Linked DNA regions of Pan troglodytes: region 2 is linked to region 1. Evidence: chromatin contacts called from public HiChIP or PLAC-seq data. All regions are on one chromosome and are shown on one strand. The core of a region is the stretch at or near the end of the contact, and the rest is flanking DNA. Distances in the headings are between cores, read along the strand shown. Region 1 holds the start of ZFP90 (ZFP90 zinc finger protein). Region 2 holds the start of HAS3 (hyaluronan synthase 3).

Evidence for each region. HiChIP or PLAC-seq counts read pairs in DNA pulled down with a chosen protein or histone mark.
Region 2: a contact with region 1 is called in an H3K4me3 HiChIP or PLAC-seq map of stem cell-derived excitatory neurons, with 5 times the contacts expected there. The contact joins the promoter of HAS3 here to the promoter of ZFP90 in region 1. A contact is called at or near these places in 1 of 7 Hi-C or Micro-C datasets (stem cell-derived neural progenitor cells) and 1 of 1 datasets of contacts at active chromatin or transcription factors (stem cell-derived excitatory neurons).

What each region holds. Positions count from the first base shown.
Region 1 is chr18:66,585,495-66,589,479 of NHGRI_mPanTro3-v2.0_pri, forward strand. It overlaps ZFP90 (ZFP90 zinc finger protein), which reads left to right and starts at 1,314. Exons shown (of 6, transcript XM_063797327.1): 1 at 1,314-1,492; 2 at 1,776-1,843. The coding sequence starts at 1,811.
Region 2 is chr18:67,145,299-67,149,107 of NHGRI_mPanTro3-v2.0_pri, forward strand. It overlaps HAS3 (hyaluronan synthase 3), which reads left to right and starts at 1,927. Exons shown (of 4, transcript XM_001168498.7): 1 at 1,927-2,061.

The DNA of each region.
Region 1 (3,985 bases), core at 64-2,563:
TCTCGGCTCACCACAACCTCTGCCTCCCAGATTCAAGCGATTCTCCTGCCTCAGCTTTCTGAGTAGCTGGGATTACAGGCATGCGCCACCAAGCCTGGCTAATTTTGTATTTTTAGTAGAGACGAGCTATCTCCATGTTGGTCAGGCTGGTCTCGAACTCCTGACCTCAGGTGATCCGCCAGCCTCAGCCTCCCAAAGTGCTGGGATCGCAGGCTTGAGCCACTGCACCCGGCATAAAGCATTTATTTTTGAATGTTCATATTTTTGATAAAGCAGTGTGACATCAGGAACATTTCGTTGCAGTCATTTTCTACCATGTTGGTATGCAATGCTCTAATGTTAAGAAATCAAGCTGAAATCTAGGAAATGTAGCCTGAATGTCTGTGATATATAAGACATAATTACATAAACCCTAATAGCTGTATCTAAAAGTTGACCTATCTTTGTGTTGAAAATTTCCATCGGGCCGGGCGCGGTTGCCCATGCCTGTAATCCCAGCACTTTGGGAGGCCGAGGCGAGTTCAAGACCAGCATGACCAACATGGAGAAAACCCGTCTCTACTAAATATACAAAATTAGACGGGCCTGGTGACGCATCGCATGCCTGTAATCCCAGCTACTCGGGAGGCTGAGGCGGGAGAATCGCTTGAACCCGGGAGGCGGAGGCTGCGGTGAGCCAAAATCGCGCCATTGCACTCCAACCTAGGCAACAAGAGCGAAACTGTCTCAAAAAAAAAAAGAGAAAATTTCCATCATTGTTTGCTTGTCCCAAACAAAATCCTGCGTAAGGGGATACGAAGTAATGAAATAACACGGCAGTAGATCTGCCTTTGCACATTGCTCAGGAGGCCACGGATTTGTCCGAAGTTTCTTTTTTCTCTAAAATGAAAAATGGAAAATTGCCTTTTGACGAAGATGTAAATGCCCCACCCTCTGACGCTGTCTCACTCCCTTCCTGTGTCACTCTTACCGCTGAAGTCAGGACCTGACATTATCTTGTTGACATGTTTGCGTTTTTATCGTCAGCCTCGTCGAAAGGGGCGTACGATTGCTCCCTGAAACCAGGGTTTTTCTCGGCCGATTCCCCAGCTAGCAACAAGCCCCTTGCAAAGAGGAGGCGGACAGTGACTGGAATACAGGGACACGCACACTCGAGCCACACTGGCTGCCTCCCTCGGCCCTCGCAGGGGTCCCTAACGCGCCTTCGGAAGCCGCCTAGGCGGGGCCTGCGCGCGCGGGCCTCTGGGAAGTGTAGTTCGCGCGCCCGGCGTGGACCCGGGGTTGCAGGAGCGAGGCTCCGAGTGCGCAGGCGCACTTCCGGCTCTGCCCCGCCGCTGCGGCCATTGTCCGACCCCGGTGCGGCTGAGGCCCCTTTGGGCAGCCCCTCCGCAGATCAGAATTGGAGATAACCGAGCCTTCGGCGGGGGCGGGAGGAGCTGCCTGAGGCTCTGGGTGGGCCGGAGGTCGCGAAATCCGGAGCCCCCCAGAGGCGGTGATTCTGAGTGCGCGGGTCTGGGCGGGACCCCTCCTGGGTTTGGCGGGTGTCAGCCGGGCCTCGCCCACCACCCTGCGAAGGGGACTGGGCGTGGCCGGAGGGGGGTGTCCGGGAGGCTGCTGAGCCTTTCATTTCGGGGATGGGGAGCGGCAGGCCCGGGCTGGTTCCGCGGTCCTCGCCACCATCTCCCCTGGAGATGTGGTTTAGGGGCGGAGGTGGGGCGGGGCGGGGTGGGGTCGGTGTTGCAGCGGGGTGAGTGGGCCCTGTCCTTTCTCCCCAGCTCCTGCCCCGGAGCCGGGCCCTGGCGAGGCAGGAATGGCCCCGAGGCCTCCGACCGCCGCGCCCCAGGTGAGCAACGCGTTCCTAACCTCCTGGGCATCCCATCCATCTATCCATCCCATCTCCCAAAGGTGTTTGGAGCAGTTATTGTTCTCTGCCTGGCGACTCCCTTACTTGCTTGGCTCGATCGGAGCCTCCTGGCCATGCAAAACCCCAGGCTTTGGGGAGCTGGATTCCCAAAGGGGAGGCTGCTCTGTGGGGTAGAGAGGGCCAGTGTGGTGCGATCTTGTGGGAGGAGTTGAGATTGGATGCGTTGGGAAGTGTCAGTTTTGAGAGTCCTGAATGCCACGCCAGTTTTTTGAACTCTTGTCAATAAGAAATGGAGAGAGTGGGGTCACAGGATGGAACACTGTAGAGGAGGAAGTGACTGTCGGCAAGTGAGGAGAGAGGAGCCCCAGCTTCTGACCCAGGGCCCATAGAGAGTCCGTAAGGGGCCGTAGAAGCCTGGTTAGAACATGTCTAGGAAGAGGCTGGAGATGGGCTTACTTGGGCAAGGAGGCAAAAACAAAACAAAATAAAAAACAACCAAAAACAAAACCAGGGCTGATTCTCCCAGAGCATTTTGTGTCTGTCCTTTTCTGCTTTAACAAAGATGTAATAGAGCAACTCACTCCCCACCGCCAGAAGTCCAGCCTTCACCTTAATGTGAGGCTGATTCGTGAACCCATTTATTCTTGTGGCAGAGGGGGCATTTTCTAGAAGCGTCACAACTCTAAGGTTATCCATTGATTTACATATTGGTGAAAATACATCAAGATCCAGATGGTACCTGTATCTTTGAATCTACACTCTCTTTAGAATTAAGGGAAAATGACAGATTGTAGTTGCTAGGTGTGTGAGACATCAAGATCAATTCAAATAAAAATACCAAGTTGACAGGTACAGTGGGTCACACCTGTAAGTCCAGCACTTTGGGAAGCTGAGGCAATAGGATCGTTTAAGCCCAGGAATTTGAGACCAGCCTGGGCAACATAGTGAGACTCCGTCTCTGCAAAAAAAAAAAAAAAAAAAAAAAAAATTTAAAAGATAAAAACACCAACTTAGTAATGTCCTTCAAAAGAGCAGTTTATAGTGAATTAAGCATACTATATCATGCCTTTTTTTTTTTTTTTGAGACAGGGTCTCTGTCACCCAGTCTGGAGTACAGTGACATGATCTTGGCTCACTGCAACCTCTGCCATGGTGCACGCCACCATGCCCGGCTAATTTTTGTATTTTTTGGTTTATTTTATTTTTTGAGACAGTCTCATTCTGTCACCCAGGCTGAAGTGTAGTGGCATGATCTCGGCTCACTGCAACCTCCACCTCCTGGGTTCAAGTGATTCTCCTGCCTCAACCTCCCTAGTAGCTGGGATTAACAGGTGTACACCACCACACCTGGCTAATTTTTTTGTATTTTAGTAGAGTCAGGGTTTTACCATGTTGGCCAGGCTGGTCTCGAACTCCTGACCTCAATTGATCCGCCCACGTTGGCCTCCCAAGGTGCTGGGATTACAGATGTGAGCCACCACGCCTGGCCTAATTTTTGTTTTTTTTTGTAAAGATGGGGTTTCTCCAGGCTGGACTTGAATTCCTAAGCTCAAGTGATGTGCTCGCTTCAGCCTCCCAAAGTGTTGGGATTACAGGTGTGAGCCACCATGCCCAGCTAATTTTTGTATTTTTAGTAAAGACGGGGTTTCACCATGTTGGCCAGGATGGTCTCGATCTCCTGACCTCCCAAAGTTCTGGGATTACAGGCGTGAGCCACCGGGCCCGGCCTGCCTTTTCATATATATATATATATATATATATATATATATATATATACATACATATACATACATACACATACATACACACATACACATATATATTTTCTTATTATATGTTTCTGTTTTTACAGGGATGAGCCTTAAGGAGTAAGACACCTGACAATACTAAAACAAGACAGTTACTTGGTTTGAGGAGAGCCAGAGCACATCATGATCGTTATCCCCTTTACATACAAAGTGTCCTCCATAGGCTTGTGGGAATTAGATGACTTAACACCTCATCAGGGACTCTGGTCTTTTCCATAGTGGGAGGATACCTTTTTAGTGGTGAAAGTGGATTCATGTTCTGAGCAGTGAATTTTAAGGACCACTGTAAACTTGACTTTTCAAGCTATGTTCC
Region 2 (3,809 bases), core at 677-3,176, 560 kb after region 1:
ATCCTTGAACTTGCTGTCACTGAGTGCTCTAGAGGGATGGCCATGTAGAACCCGTGGCATGGGCAAAGGATGCTGCTGTCTGGTTAACTAACACTTGCTGAGCGCTTACCCTCAGCCAAACTCTTCAAACTTCCTATCAGTCCGCCTAGCAATCCCATCTCTGGGATGAAGACACTGGGGCTTACTGGCAGACTCTAGAGCCCTCCCCTCCACCAACCTAAGGCTTCTCCATCTTTGTGTAAGTAGGAATGGCTCTGGTAGGGCCCCTCAGGCCATCTGAAGTTCAAAACACATTGGCAGCTGGGCTGGATAGCATGCCTATAGGACTAGCTCCTAGGGAGGCTGAGGCGGAAGGGCTTGCTGGAGTCCAGGAATTTGTTTTTGAGACAGGGTCTTGTTCTGTTACCCAGGCTGGAGTGTAGTGGTTCGATCATAGCTCACTGTTGCCTTGACCTCCTGGGCTCAAGCAATTCTCCTGCCCCAGCCTCCCTAGTAGCTGGGACTACAGGCGCACTCCACCATGCCTGGCTAATGTTTTTTTTTTTTTTTTCTTTTCTTTTTCTTTTTTTTTTTTATTTTTATTTTTTGAGATGGAGTCTCACTCTGTCGCCCAGGCTGGAGTACAGTGGCACAATCTTGGCCCACTGCAACCTCCGTCTCCTGGGTTTAAGCGATTCTTCCGCCTCAACCTTCCCAGTGGCTGGGACTACAGGCACGTGCCACCATGCCTGGCTAATTTTTGTATTTTTTAGTAGAGATAGGGTTTCACCATATTAGCCAGGCTGGTCTCTAACTTCTGACCTCGTGATCTGCCCACCTCGGCCTCCCAGAGCGTTGGGATTACAGGCGTGAGCCTCCACCCGGCCCTGGCTAATTTTTTAATTTTAATTTTTGTAGAGACGGGGGAAGTCTCGCTTTGTTGCCCAGGCTGGTCTTGAACTCCTGGCCTCAAGCGATCCTCCATCTTCAGCCTCCCAAAGTGCTGGGACTACAGGTGTGAGCCACTGTGCCTGGCCAATAATGTAAGATGGGATTGTGTGGAGTAGGTGTGCCTGGGGTCTTTGCTTGCCTGCGGGGACTGAGGTGTGAGGTCTGTGGCCCAAACTGAGCAATGGTGGGCAGGCAAGTCCCTGAGCCCCTAAAACTTCCGAGAGGAGAAGTTTTATAGACTGCAGCTCAGGTGCCTATAAATTTGTTGCAGCTTGGGAAGAAGTGATAGAAATTATATCAGGTGTATTTGGAAAACAGGTAAACTCTGTTTTTTGTGTTTTTTTTGTTTGTTTGTTTTGTTTTTTTTTGGAGACGGAGTCTCGCTCTGCTGCCCAAGCTGGAGTGCAGTGGTGCGATTTCAGCTCACTGCAACCTCCACCTGCGGGGTTCAAGCGATTCTCCTGCCTCAGCCTCCCGAGTAGCTGGGATTACGGGCATGGTGCCCGTAACGCCGAAAGTGCTGAGATTACAGGCTTGAGCCACGGCGCCCGGCCACTCATTTTTTAAAAACTAGTTATTAATTATAATTTCTCTTCAAGTTTTCCTGAGATGTAAAAACTCATCGCCTTCAGCTGGTTCTAAACTTCTTGTCTCTGCTAACAACTCTCCCCCCTCCTCGATCTCACCCCACCCCAGCGCACCCCAACTCACTTCATCTCACTTTACTCGAGTCTAGCACTATCTTTTAGGGACCTGAAAACTACTGTCGATAAGGTCAGTTGGGAATTTAGGAGATCATGGATGTCGGAAATAAAGGTGTGAAAAAGAAGAGGAGGAATTGTTTTGGCTTTAAGACACCGGAACCTCCAAGGTTCCTACAAAACCGTTTGCAGCTTTTGCAAACCGCCTTAAAGTCATCAGCGCCCCACTGCGGAATTCAAAGCTAAGCTGTCACAATTGTTAACACCTTCTTTGACCAGCCTTTTTACATTTGACAATTCTCTTCAGCGCCTCTTTCTTGCCAGCAGGAAGGTTTTGCTGCCTTGGCTTTCGGGAGCCCCCTAGACAGCGAACTGCCCCTTCGCGTGCAGAAGTCGGGGAAGAGTGCTCTCAGCTCGCCTTCCTTGCAGGGTGAGTAGGTTTTGCGGGTTAGAGAGCGGGGCGTGGGGGCGGGGAGGGAGAGTAACAATTTTGGAAGTCCCTGCGTGGTATCTGGAAAGTTAACGACGCTTCAGGTTCTAGGTTGAGCCCAGTGACCGTCTCGCCTTGGCAGCTGGTCCCAGGGCGATTGCAGAGCCGCGTGGCCTTCGGCCCCAATCGGGGGACCCAGCTTCGGAGAGGGCGCAGGGGCTGCGAGTCTTGCGAGCCGGAGCCGCGTCCACCCGGGACTAGGCGTCCCCGCCGAGCGCTGGCTTGTGGCGCTCCCTGGGACCGCGCGGGGTCGGGGGTGCGCCCTCGGGGGCCCTCCCACTCTGGTCAACTTTCCCGGCCCCAGGGCCGGGGGAGGCGCCTCTCCTGGCGGGCACGCGCCGGGTACTTAAGGGCGGCTCGGCAGGGCAGGCGGCAGTCGGAGCGCGCGGCGGCGCGGAGCGGAGCGGGAGGAGGGGCATGGAGCCGCCGCGGGCCTGCTGAGCTCCGGAGCGCGGCAGCCGGCGGCACGGTGAGCGCGGGCCGGCCGGCACCCAGGAGGGGCGGGCCGCGCGGGGCTGCGCCGAGGCCGGGGAGCGCCGGGCGGCAGGGGTGCCTCTCGCCGAGCCCCCCGCACCCGGCCAGCTCCCAGCCCTGCGGGCGCCGCGTCCGGCGCGGGGAGGCGGGTTGGGGGCGGCGGCAGCCCCGGGCTTCCCGGCGGCCGTTCCTGCAGCCCCCTCCCCACTGACCCCTCCTCCCTTTCTTCCTGCATCCTCTCCTCTTTCAGCCTCGCCTCCCTCCTCCCCGGCGGCTCCTGTTTTGTGAATGAATTAGGAGGCGGACGCCGGTGCGGGGCTCCAGGCTGGCTGGGGTACCCCTCCCCCGCACCTTCTACGACCTCCCGGGGGTTTGCACCTGTCCGGGCACCAAGGTACCAGGCGCCCACGTTCCTGCGGGTTAGCCGGGCCGCGGCAGCACGTGTCCGGGGGAGTGGGCTCCCCTCCCCTGGCCGGCCTGGAGGGGCCCGGAGGGCGGCCGGGCACAAGAGGAGGAGCCCCGCTGGGCGCACAAGTTTCCATGCCGCCGCGTGTGGCCCTGCCGCGGGGCGCACCTGTCAGCGGGAGAGACGCTGCACACCAGCAGCCCCTCAAAGTTTCGGAGGCTTGATGGAGAAGCGTGCGTCCTTGACTGGGGGTTCTCCTTCCGTAGTCCTGGGAGCCGGACTTGAGAGCGCCCCCAACCTTGTGCCCTTGAAAGCCGAGTGCGCGTTAGTTTGCCTGGGCTGGGCTCCCGTGGATGAGCGAAGGGCATGAGGAGGCGGCGGTCCAGGCTGTAGGATCACCCCACAGCCTCTGCCGGCTTGGGGTGACACAGCCCCCCGCCCCAGGTCTGGGCAGGAGAACCTCGACCACAGCCTGCACCAGCGCCTGATTGCACGTGGGGTATCTGGTTGAGGGACATTTTGGGGGCCTCTATTTGGGGGTGGGGGTAGTAACCTGGGTAATGCCTCTAATTCCTGCGGGGGAGGGGTCCCGCCCAGGGAAGGAGAGGGCCGGCGACACCGGGGATGCGCCTTTGTCTACAGGCACACTTTGCCAAGGTAGCTGGGATACCAGGAAGAGCAGGGCCTGGTCCGACTGGGATCCCTTGGGTTTTCCGTTCCTTCCCGGTTGGGTCGTGGGAAACCGGCACGTGGGTGTGGCCGGCGCCGCCTTTGCCAAGAGGCGAGGCTCGAGCGGGGATGAGAAGCG